Regions from separate parts of the Mus musculus genome. Here all the other regions are linked to region 1. The links are chromatin contacts, called in public Hi-C and promoter capture Hi-C maps. All regions are on one chromosome and are shown on one strand. The core of a region is the stretch at or near the end of the contact, and the rest is flanking DNA. Distances in the headings are between cores, read along the strand shown.

Region 1 (4,249 bases), core at 745-3,244:
TGCCATTACATTTTCCAAAACTTAGAATGTAGCACACCAAGAAGGAGTGTAAATGACAGATTTGGGATTATAATGATGTGTCAACACAAGCCTATTAATGACAGCAAGTACTGCACTCTCCAGGGGTGTTGGTAGTGTGGCATTGTGCGTATGGACAGGAAGGGGGATGTGAAAGAAACCTCTGTTCCTCCTGTCAGTTTTCCTGTCAACCTAAAACTAGTCTAAAATTTCTCTCTTTAAAAAAGAAAATGAAATGTATAGGATCATAAATTGTCAAATACTCAGAGATAAATCTAGAAAGATTCCATTAAAATTAAGAGCCCGTATTCATCCAGATACACACTGAGAGATAGAAATAGGAAGCCAGGAGAGGGGGTGATCCCATGAAAACATATCGATGAAGGTCTCTTAGCTAGAGCGTGTCAGGAACCAGAACAATCATTAAGAAAAAGACAGATATTAAATAAGCAAAAAGGGAGAATGGCCACATGGAACACATGGGAACACGTGACAATCAGACATGAGGGAGAGTCACCCAAGCCACCAAGGAGTATCAGTACCATAAGCAAGAAACTCCAAAAACACAGGTAACAATACCAAGTCTCTGTCTCAGAAGAGAGGGACAAAGGGAACTTATGTGTTGCTCACTCTAACACATACACAACTACACCCCCCGTACAGACCCCACATACCACACACATGCAACACATACATACCACACACACAAACACATATACATATTATACAAACACACCACACATACACAACATATATCACATACACGTAAACACAACATAAACACACTACATACCACACATACACATATACCCAGCATACAGATACCACATACCACATACACACATCACATGCTACATATCACATACTTACAACACTACACACACATTGTATCACCACAGACACACACACACGCAGGCACCATACACACACACACACACAAATACATACCACATATACATACACACCACACACGTGCCACATACCACAGATACACACATACAGACTACATACACACACCCCATGCTACATACCACACACTGCACATACCACACACACACATACTTTATCACCACACACACATACATCCCATATATACAAACCACATATCACACCCACACACAAACCACAACATACACACTACATACGACACACACACACACAAACACAACATACATATATCACATACCAGATACACACCACATTATCACATACCACACACACACACCACACATACTACACTCACTACACTATATCACGACTCTCTCTCCCTCTCTCTCCCCTCCCCCCACCTCTGCCTCTCCTCGGAGATTGGACTTATGCGTGCAGGGCTATGTGCTACACTGGGTCACAGCTCCATCCCCCTTTTACCTTTTATTTTGAGAAGGATTTCACTAGGTTACCCAGACTGGCCTTGAACTTGCGTTAGCACCAAGGAAGGATCAACCTGGAGTTTTCTAGCTTCAGCCTTCTTACTAGCAGAATTACAAGGCGCAGTCTGCATTTCCCTTTGCCCATGGTTTGACATTATATACTAACGTTCAATGTATGAACATCCTATGTGACTGATCAGTTATGAAAACAAATGCCCAGAAGCTGTACAGAAACGGGGCTCAGTGTATGCACATGAACTGGGCTCAGTGTACGTGCCTTTCGGGGTTTCTATCTGAGCCGACTCATGATGGGCTCTTTTCAGCATCAATGAATAGTCAAGGTCTTCAGACAACTTGTTCCTCCTTGATTCCTGGTTCCAGTCAGTCACATCGTGCCATTTCCCCCACATATCAGCAGCTTTGTATATTTTCTGGGATTTTTTTGGAGGGGGGGGTGGGGTGGGGAATAGGGGCAGTATTTTTTATTGTGCGAAGGCAAAAGTGAATTTGTTCCAACACTGCCCTTCCTTCTGAAGAGGGTTAGTCTGGATGTCTTTGGTACTGCTTGGAAATGACACTAGGTGGCGCTCCTCCTTTTCAGTCCTCGCCGCCTGCTGGCAGCTGAGCAAAGGGGTTTTCCAGCACACGTGAGCCCTTGTGTTGCCAGAAAGGACAAGGTCATGCCAACCCGGAATGAGAATGGCGTGGAGAAGTCTGTCCTTTGGAGGAGGGTGAAGAACATCCTTCCTTATGACAGCTAGGGGCTTATTCAGCTTGCAGGTAGCTGTTCTACTTCTAGACAAGCCTCAGAAACTGATCAATCAGTACTTCCCGAAGGGACCCAAGAGGAGCAGAGTCCACGACCTCGCTCTCTCTGGGCAACCTTGGCTCAATCCTTCGCTGGGGCAAGCATTTACTGGTAGCCCATAAAGGGCTCAAACAGTGTCTGCTGTCCACTGAAGGGTGACGTTATATCATTTTGCAGGGAATGGGAGAAAGAAGGGCAGGTCTTCAAACTTCACGATCCATATCCTCTACTTACCCTTCCTAGCTGCTGGGAGACCCAAGAAACAAATATACGTGGAGATTGGCACCAAACTGCCTCCAGTTGTCCCCTACCCCAGGTGACTGTAAATTTCTGGAAAAAAAAAAGTCTCTGCTTCAACACTTTCTGTGCTACCCATACATCCATATATGCGCCCATCCACCCACCCACGGAGGAGCCTCCAGGCACGGCCACACTGCCTGCTTTGCTTTTCCATCTATTCGTTAGCCCTATTTTACCGTTGTCTGTTACTCCATGAGGTTGTGTGCACCCGCTGTGTTTAAAAACATTGCCCTTAAGCACATAGATGCTTTGTAATTGGTCCTGGATGACCCAGAGATCCAGCTGAATCAGTCTTCTGTAAGCCTGTTCCCACCTGTATAAACTACCCTATTCCAGTTTGTCAATTTGATTCTCTCTGTAATATAAGCCTTTCCTTGGGGGGAAAATATCTCATTAAAGTACTTTTGATCTGAAAATCTCCACCGAAAATTTGGAGAAGAAAAATGACTGGAGAGTTTAACCCTGAACTTTATGGTTGTTAACAACCACAATACCTGTGGTCACCCTACTTTCTCCCATCTCATGAACCTCTCTGGGACCTTTGGATCTTCCCAGTTCCCATATTCAAACCAAACTTCGATCCAATGTTTGCTCACCTAAAACCCATTGATGTATTAACCAAACTGAAGACCTTTCCTTCATAACAAACCGAGAGAGCAGAGATAGGACAATCCTCTCTTATGGCAGCAACCAACTTGCTTCTCTACGATGAAGCTTTCACCTGCTCATCTGATCCTGTAGCTTTACACATCTCTGTCTCAAGTTAGAATACGCCGTCCTCTTCCTATCTGCTCATGGTTTTATAGAGAACAAAATGCTTAGGAAGATGATAGACAGAAGTCTCCAAGAAAATCAATAGACCCTCTAAAAGTCTGGGATCTGAAGCTGAAGTTTTGAGTCTGGAAAAAAGGGGAATCCCTCTTACCTTTGCCACGATGACTGTCTAAAGAGGCGTGGAGAGTTGTAATTGTCTGTACTAGGTTTCTTATTTGTTGCAAGGAGGAGTGAAAAGAGGCCATGGTTCTCATTCTAGAATTTCCTCTGCTTCCCGAAGCAAAGACCTCCCCTCACTTTTAAACATGTTCATAAAGGGAGTTGCCGAAGCAGATTCACCTAGGAATCTCAGAGGCTCACAGCACCACTGTACATTGTCAGTCCTGCAGACCAAGGTAGTTTTACTTGTTTTCATTAAGAGGCCCCGTTCCCTCTACTAGCCTGGTCCATCTTCCTCTCCATCTTTACAGTTGCTGCCAGACAGAAAAAGATGGCAAAGGAGATGTGTCTGCTGCTTCTGTTCATCGTGGCCCTTTACAGAAACTTTGCTCACATTCCAAATGGCTCGCTACAGGCAAGCAGAGGGTTTGGGAAGCTTGACTGATCGGGAGGCACATGAACCTCTAAGGGACAGTTTGCTGTGTTGGTCACTGGCTGGAAATTCAAATTCCCATCTGGGTTTCTGTTCCATGTTCCTACCTTTTCTGGAAACATTTTTCATTTTTATTCTTTTAACCAATTAATTAGTTGATTAGTTTTTGTGTGTGGTGTACACACAGGTGTATGTGCATTTGCGTGTGGGCAGGCACACACATGTGCGCACACACAGAAGCTATGAGTCCATGGCAGGTGTCTTCCTCAACTGTTCTCCATCGTATATTTTGAGGCAGGGTCTCTCACTGGCCTAGAGCTTGCTGAGTTTACTGATTAGTGTTGTTGAAGTTTTAATCCCATCCCAGGATTTCTACCCCTCCCCTCC
Region 2 (4,260 bases), core at 1,555-4,054, 300 kb after region 1:
CATGAGGTACACATAGTTGCATGCAGGCAAAACACATGTACACATAAAAATAAAGCCTATTTAATTGCACACATCCTGAAATATTGGTGTTCTACTCAAATATTTCCTTTCCTTTCTTTGCAATATAAAGAAAGTTAAAAACCTCTTCAACTTCAATACATCTTAAGGCTCTTGGATAAATGATGCTTCTAAATGATTTATGCTTGTTAGCTAGATTATCCTAGAGTTTAGTTAAATCTCATTTTAAGTAAAGTAACTATAAAAAAAAAATCAAACAAATTTCCTTCTAAAGAGTCCAGTGGTAAGAAATTGATAAGAATACACTAACAACCCCGTAGAAACATTATAGCTAAGGATGTGTTATCATCTGGATCTTGAATGTTTCCCCAAAAGCCTTTCTTTTAAAGATTTGTTCACCAGCATGGCACTATTGGGAAGTGGTAGACAGACCCGACAGAAAGAGACTGGCCTCACATTTTTCACATTGAATGTGTCATCCAACTCTTAAGACAGTAAGACATAACAAAATACTTTCCAGTAGCAATACTAGATATTGTGTCTACTGACAATCCAGACACCCAAGTGTGAAGACTTTATTATGATGGGTTTTAAAGAGTTCTTAAAGAGGAATTCAAATAAGGCCTTAAGTGTAAACTGAATTTTAAAAAGGAAAAGACATTATTAGAACAGAAAGAAAGAAAGAAAGAAAGAAAGAAAGAAAGAAAGAAAGAAAGAAAGAAAGAAAGAAAGCATTTTCAAATAAGCACATCAAAGTCATGCAGAGTTATGTAATAAATAGAAGTGGAAGATAAAGTTAAATGACTATAATTGAACTAGATCATGAAAAGCTCTAAGTACCAAGATGACTGCTCTACGATAAAATGGTGAACGGAAGAGGGTAACAGAAACCTTTCAAAGTAGAGGAAGCACTGGACTGAAGCATGTTGTTACAAACCTATCATCAAAGAACTGAAGGGAAATGGGCCTGAGATGTACAGGTAAGCACAGAGACTGTAGGACCAACCACAAGGTTGGCTTGCAGTAACAAGAACGAAGAGAAAGGATGCGATCCCCGTCATCTGAAATTTTATGAGGAAACACTGCTAACAGCCTGGGGTGAAATAAAAGGTAATGTATAAAATAAAAAGTTAAAGTTTTTGATGGACATTTAAAAGTGTTTTATTTGACATTACTAGGAGGTAACCAGAAATAAGAACAGAGAGACTAGGAGAAAATTAGCCATATAAGCAACACAGACTTTTGTTTTAGTCCAAAGTTAGTAAGATACCTAAATACGATGAGCTGGTCCACACTTTCAGGAGTTGTTTAACTACTTTATTCAAAGCCTAGGTATACTCTAAGCACGTGTGTTAGACAGGTCCTCTCAGTGGACCACTCCCCACTCTACAGAATAAGGTACTATGGCAGGGAGTCACTTTCATGAAGCTATATATAAACTTATACTTGTCCTGGAAATTGCTTGATTGGGTCATACTTCTCCTCATTTTCTAATGTGTCTATAATAGTGATAGACACACATTCATTTACAAATGTAATTGGGAAAAAAATTAATCTTGGCAACTGAAAGGAATAACACCCTGCAGGACACAATAGAGACCGTTAGATCGCAAGTTTGGGTTTCTTTTTCTGCAGAAGTTAAGATATCCTGAAGCTCACCTGACCTACAGGATTTCAAAGACTCTATACCTATCATGGCAGTACAGTACTAGACTTGTTTACTTTCAGGTCACAGAAATCCCATATTTGAAAAGACAGTTTTGCTTTGCTTTTCCTCATAACTGAGCAAAATGCACAGCACGGATATTATCAGGGAAGTTAAGTGGGTTCTCACAGTCACATCCAAGTGGTAGAATGAGGTCCTGTGGTTCATTCTTTCTAGTACAGCATGCTGGGGGAAATACTGGCCAACTAAAGAATACTGACTGCTCAGCAGGGTTGGAGAGATGGCTCAGAAATTAAGGGCACTGACTGCGCTTCCACAGGTACTGAGTTCAATTCCCATCAACCACATGATGGCTCACAACCATCTGTAATGGTATTAGATGCCCTTCTGGTGTGTCTGAAGATAGCTGCAATGTACTCATATACATAAAATAAATAAATCTTAAAAAAAAAATACTGACTGCTGCTTATGCCTCCATTCCTATGAATGTTGTCTTAATACAAAGCATGAGTAATGCTGAACTCTAGAGACGAGAGAATTGAGGAACCAGAAACAAAATAAAATGATTTGTGATGCCATGTAGTTCTAGTGCTCTGTAATTCCTAAAGTAAAGAGATTGATGGAGGGAAGAAAGTACAACAACATTCCTCACTGACTTCTGGATCTACTTAGATGTAGACACGTGTGAGTATCCCATTGTTTTCCTTAACATATTTGCAAATTAGAGGAAATTTAAAATATACATATATAAAATATGCCACTATACAACTTAATCTTCAATTATCAGGCTTAACAATTTCAGTATTTTTAAAAATCTTGGTTAGATCTACTTCCAATATTTTCTTGAAAAAAATTAAAAGCCAATACTGAGACATATCATTTTATTAAATATATACATAGCAAGTAAGAGCTTTAAAAACATAATCACACTATTATCATGCTTAACAAAAATGAATGACAATTTCTTAGCATCTAAATTTATTAATATCACTCAAAGCAAATTCAAATTTCACCAAACTATTCTAAAAATACTTTTTCACAGATGATTTGTCCTAAGCAGGCCCACGCTCTCAGCTGCCTGCTGCAGCCGCTATGCCAGGTCTTCCTAGCATGCTGCCCCCTCCCCCACAGACCCTCCCTCTAGAACTGTAAGTTGCTTTTGTCATGGTATTGTCTCACAGTAACAAAAACCTAACTAAGACACCTATAGATCTATGCCAGTTCATTCTTGAATTATTCATCTGGGTTTTTAGAAACAGTGCTCTGTAGCTGTTTCCTCTGAACTATAAAATTCATGCGGGAGGACTGCGATTCAGAATATTCCAGAAGCTCACAAGACCTCCAAATTCACATGAATTCACATGGCCCTTCTCAAAGATTATCTATGAAACAGCAAGCAAGTACAGGAGATGAGACCCTGTTAGTGGAGCTATCTGCTAGCTATGTGTAGCACTTCAGAGATGCAGCTTTTCTGAGTCGTCGTCACCCATGCTGGCATGCACTATATAGTAACGTGACTATCTTTGAGCCACCCGTACTCCTGTAAGTAACCCTAATGAGTTCACTGGTTCACTACACTAGAGTAAGGTAGTTATTTATTTGATCTGTCATCCATGCATAAATGTTTATTCATGTCTTCCCAGGAAAAGCTGCACAACCTAATTGGCATGTGAATAGGGGCTGATAGATGAGTTGGGGAGAAGTGTGGCCTATGGGATGAATGATAAAATGTAACTTCAGGTGATCAGTCTGTGGGTGGAACATATGTGGGGGTAATCTTGATATAGCCATTTCCTCTATGTGATATGACTCTGCGACTCCTTGCTACTGTGACAATTACATGTTACCAAGGAGAGATAAGATAGAAAACCAAGGCCAAGCCACCTGAGAGTGGGCCACTTAGAGTGGCCATCTTCTGTGTAGTATGAGAGGCCATGCCTCCTTGATGAACACAGGCCCACCTCCATCCCCAGACAGCTGATGAACTAAGGACTATGTTGCAGTCCATAAAAGCCCAGATGAGATGAGATCATATGCAGTTTATCACAGTTGATGCATGGGTTGCTGTGGGCCATAAGAAAAAAAAAAAAAAGACATGTAACTAAGATTCAGCTATCTGCCAAGAAGGAAAATGTCAGAGTACAAGATGATCTACAACGGGAAAAAGTCAGTAAGTATTATCCTCTGATTTGGCAGGAAAGGTGGAAAAAAGGAGAAAACGAGATCAAGGTGTTGGCCTTCTGTTTCCCAGAGTTGGCAGGATGCAAGGAAAAGAACACAAATTAGATCTCTGCCAAGGAGCTCTTGTTGAAGTTAATCACCAAATACATCTGACCTGCTTAAACTGGGGAAGATTGAATACCAGTGCCCCCTGACAATCGGTTTATGATGCTGTGTGGCATGGGCGCACAAGAGATCAATATGAGTGCCATGGAAGTGGAGACAGTATTATAACCACCCTTGAGACAAAGATTGGATAATCTGAGATAATACAGAGGAAATCAGTCTCTGACGTACTGGCCCATATGAGTCATTAGGAGCACATGCTATTGATGGCTGAGGGCTCCGTGAATCCC
Region 3 (3,976 bases), core at 170-2,669, 430 kb after region 1:
AAAGAGAAAGAAAGAAAGAAAGAAAGAAAGAAAGAAAGAAAGAAAGAAAGAAAGAAAGAAAGAAGGAAAGAAAGAAAAGGAGAGAGGAAGGATGAAAGAAAGGGATATCAAATGATTTCTAATGATATTCTGCTATACTCACAGACCGGTGCCTTGTCCAGGTGTCATCAGAGAACTTCCTCTGACAACAGATGGGAGCAGGTACAGAGGCACACAGGCAGATGATACACAAAGAGAGAGTCTAAATTTGAGGTCTCCATTGGGTCCCTCATCTGGGAAATAGGGGAATTCAACAGAAGAGCAGGGGAAAAGATTGTATGAGTCCAAGGGGATGGAGGACAACAGGAGAACATGGCCTACCGAGTCAACTAAGCAGGGCTCCCATGGCTTCACAGAGGCTGAAGTGGCCAGCATGATGCCTGCAAGAGACTGCGCCAGGTCCTCTGTGTATATATTATGGCTGTTAAGCGTTTTTGTGGGACTCCTAACGGTGGGAGTGGGTGTATCTCTGACTCTCTTGTCTGCTCTTGAGACTCTTGCTCTTATCGGGTTACCTTGTCCAGCCATGATATGAGAGCTTTTGCCTTTTGCTATTGTATTTTATTTTGTCCTGTTTAGCTGTTGTCTCTTGGAGATCTGGTTGTTGTTGTTGTTGTTGTTGTTGTTGTTGTTGTTCTGAAGAGAAACGCAAGAGGAGTGGACCTGGAGGTCCATTGGAGATGGTGGGGAGGAGGTGTGAGGGGTGGAGGGAGGGGAAATTGTGGTTGGGATGTATTGTATGAGAGAAAACTTTATTTTCAGAGAGAGAGAGAGAGAGAGAGAGAGAGAGAGAGAGAGAGAATTCCCATTGAGGCCAAGAGGGGTAGAAAGAGATCACAACAGCAAATTGTTCTTAGTAGCACAAAGACTGAAAGAAATATCATTTCTATTGTGTTGCTATGAGGCAGATTTTATTATGCAAGAATGGGAAGGGAAAGGCCACTTTCATTTTTCTGGTACAAATGGGTATTGTTCTGTAAACCCATGGCAGGATTGGACACACTGCCAGAGAACAAGTACACAAAGTTGTTATGGAAACTAGAATGCTTCCATGCAGACGTTTTACAGAGAATTTTCAGGACCACCTCATTCAATAAAATCAACTTTATTTGCTTTGCTGTACACTGGTGCACCCTACTGAAGCCCGTATTCTGATGGGTTCTTTGATAGGCTTTTCTTGAGTGATAAATTCAAAAGTCAGGGGATGGCAATTACAACACCAAAGTGTCACTTGTGTGTGGAATCTTTGCTCTATAAGTCACAAGCCTGCTCATACTTGCCTTGGCCATTGTCAAGTGTGCTGGTTTCTGTAATCTGAGAACCAGGTGGCTATTGTGATTGTGTTGAGAGAAACATTTCCTCCAACACAGCCACTGTCTAGGCTGTCCTACACTGGGATACCGACCTTGGATATGCCTCTTTAATGCTCTTTCAAGTCGCTGTGGAGAATAGACAATGACAGCTGCCTCTGGCCATCAATTTGGTCCTCAATCGTGAATTTGGAAATTTTTTCAGCTATTTTTAAAAACAGGGGTTTTGTTTGTCTTGTTTTTGAGAAGATAAGTGCACAATGAGGATTTTCATAGCTTTTGAAGGATCTTTTGAGGCATTCGATGTTGAAGCACATACATCGGTGGGTGCCATCAAGCAGATGATAAAGGTATGTGTTTGCTCCAGGGACACTAAGATGTGTTTGGGTTCAATTATGCCTTACAGTTGAAGATCTGCATAGGATAGAGATATGATTGGGTACATTTTTAATGCAAGGAACAAAGAGGTTTTGGGAAATATCACTGTTTTCATACTAGAGTGATAATAATATGTTATATTTGGGGATCTTAGATAACAAACTGAGCTAGTAAATTCTTGATGGAGGGTGGAGAAGCTCACTGTTAGTTTCACTTCTCTTTAGTGAATTTCATGGGTTGGGCCTGGACCAGATAGCTTACTGCGATTATTCATAAAAGGACAAAAATATAACACTAACTCTAGCACCTGCAAAGAGTGTGCCGGTTATCTGACAAATGCCTTGTTTTAAGCCAACAGACGAGGAAGCAAAGGATTTTGGAGACTTAGACAACATCAATGATCCTGTGGGCTTCGGTTTTATTTGATATTCAGAGAAAACTGGAGCTCAGAGAGGGCACTTTACCTCAGACCACACTGCCAGAAGAAGAAACAGTCATGAAATATTTCATTTAGATATGGTCATTCTCATTCATTAAGGAGTATATCTCTTCTTGCTTTGCTTTGTTTTGTTAAGATTTGGTCTCACTATATAGCTCTGGTGGTAGACCAGACTGGCCTCAATCTCACAGTGCCTGTCTCTGCCTCACAAGTGCTAGGATGAAGAACATGTGTCATCACGCCCAGCTTTATACTTTATTGAGTTTTTTCCTGAGGCTTGTTAGTATTTGGTAGATTATTGCAATCTAGATTTTACACAGGAGATAATGCCTAATATATGCCATGGATCTATGTGGAAGTATGATAAAGTCTCTCAGAATGTTGTTAAATGCATAAAATATGTAAGATAAAATAGAACTACTTAAGAGAGAGAGAGAGAACCATGGAGGGTAAGACGATGCACACTTATAATCCTAGCACTATGGACTCTAAAGATTGGGCCCAGTTAAGCTAGAGAGTAAATGACTCTCTCAAAGAAAACAAGAAAAAAAGTGAATTGGATTTAAATATAATCTTCAAATAATAAAATCAAATTTATGATACAGTGATATGGGGTATGGGGTTTTATTAACATTAGCTAACAGGTTCTAACAATGCACTTAACAACTAGTATATTTTCAAATTAGTGATAAGTATACATGATATTCTGAAGTATCTGTAACAACAGTAACATAAAATGAAAGTAAATGTAATTTGCAATTAGCAACAAAGACATAGCTACAGATAATGACTTAACTAAACAGAATTAAAGAGGGTAAAAAAAATCTCAATTTTAGAGTTAAGAAAAATAAAGCTGTAGGGCCTGGCGACATAATTTAGTGGTTAAGCAATGTCTAGTATTCCAGAGGACCTGGGTTCAATTCCCAATACTCACCTGAGAGCTGCAATTTCAGTCTCCAGTGCTCTCTTCTAACATCCCCAGGTTCCAAGTACACATGTGGTAGACAGACATACAAACAAAGCACTCGCACACATAAAATGCAAATAATACATTTTAAAAAAATGAAGGTGTAAGGTTTTTTTTCCCGGCTAACATCTATTTATAAGCTTATGGAAACAATGGAATCCAAGTTAAGAACCCTATATAAGCTTTCTTCCCTTTGCTCTAAAACAATTATCACACCATATCAGGGAAGAAGGGAGGAAGAAAGGAGAGGAGAGAAAGGAGGAGAGAAAGAAGGAGGAGGGGAGCCTTGTACTTCTGGTCTGCTAATAACGAAACAGCCTGTTTTCATAAGATGAAAACATAAGATGTTTTCATTGCTCTTTAAGGATTACTTCCACATTCCTCTTTCTGAAGACAAACAAGGCAGGTGGTATCTTGAGCTGATGTATGCTGGAGCGGCCCTAAGGAACAGCTGGAGTCTGTCGGACGTTGGAATATCTTTCTGTTCAACTCTCAAATGCTTTGTTAAGGTATGATAGAATAATGTTTGCCCAAGATGTCTCACTCATTTGGAGGGAAGTTGTGAATGGTTCAACTAAGCTATTTCATAACTGAGAAAAAGCTTTCCATAGGCCGGTGTTGTTGATGCATACCTATAATCCCAACACTTGTGAGTCAGAGACAGGACAATGGTAAGTTTGAGGGCAACTTAGGCAATATAGCAAGATCCTACCAAGAAGTATAGAATAAAGAGGGCTTTCTTTTCTTTTATAATTTTAGATTTACTTACTTAAATCTATGTGTGTGAGCACAGGAAAGGATGTTGGTGCTAGAGTTACAGGTGATTGTGAGCACAGGAAAGGA

Evidence for each region. Promoter capture Hi-C pulls out the DNA fragments that hold promoters and counts their contacts. A called contact is a pair of places that touch in the nucleus more often than the background predicts.
Region 2: a contact with region 1 is called in a Hi-C map of cerebral cortex, with 2.7 times the contacts expected there. The contact joins two enhancer-like sites. A contact is called at or near these places in 2 of 15 datasets of contacts at CTCF or cohesin (both in the NIH/3T3 cell line), 22 of 484 Hi-C or Micro-C datasets (the 4T1 cell line, B cells, the C3H10T1/2 cell line and 16 more) and 10 of 115 datasets of contacts at active chromatin or transcription factors (CD4 single positive thymocytes, the NIH/3T3 cell line, bone marrow-derived dendritic cells and 5 more).
Region 3: a contact with region 1 is called in a promoter capture Hi-C map of hippocampal neurons, with 4 times the contacts expected there. The contact joins the promoter of Ankub1 here to the enhancer-like site in region 1. A contact is called at or near these places in 7 of 39 promoter capture datasets (the C10 cell line, cranial neural crest, embryonic stem cells and 3 more), 1 of 15 datasets of contacts at CTCF or cohesin (the NIH/3T3 cell line) and 1 of 9 other capture datasets (adipose tissue).

What each region holds. Positions count from the first base shown.
Region 1 is chr3:58,120,641-58,124,889 of GRCm38.p6, reverse strand. Gm40056 (a long non-coding RNA gene) reads right to left here. Exons shown (of 6, transcript XR_003954487.1): 4 at 2,431-2,526. Among named protein-coding and RNA genes, the nearest start is that of Gm40056, 33 kb to the right of the region's middle. Within about 2 kb of position 1,994, at least 29 of the 459 cell types and tissues checked have an H3K27ac peak or open chromatin away from gene starts, as enhancers often do. A contact at or near this core is called in cerebral cortex and hippocampal neurons, where this site is marked.
Region 2 is chr3:57,824,590-57,828,849 of GRCm38.p6, reverse strand. All of the region lies in intron 8 of Rnf13 (ring finger protein 13), which reads right to left. Among named protein-coding and RNA genes, the nearest start is that of Pfn2, 21 kb to the left of the region's middle. Within about 2 kb of position 2,804, at least 4 of the 459 cell types and tissues checked have an H3K27ac peak or open chromatin away from gene starts, as enhancers often do. A contact at or near this core is called in cerebral cortex, where this site is marked.
Region 3 is chr3:57,689,980-57,693,955 of GRCm38.p6, reverse strand. It overlaps Ankub1 (ankrin repeat and ubiquitin domain containing 1), which reads left to right and starts at 1,419. Exons shown (of 4, transcript NM_001033349.2): 1 at 1,419-1,699; 2 at 3,499-3,642. The coding sequence starts at 1,610.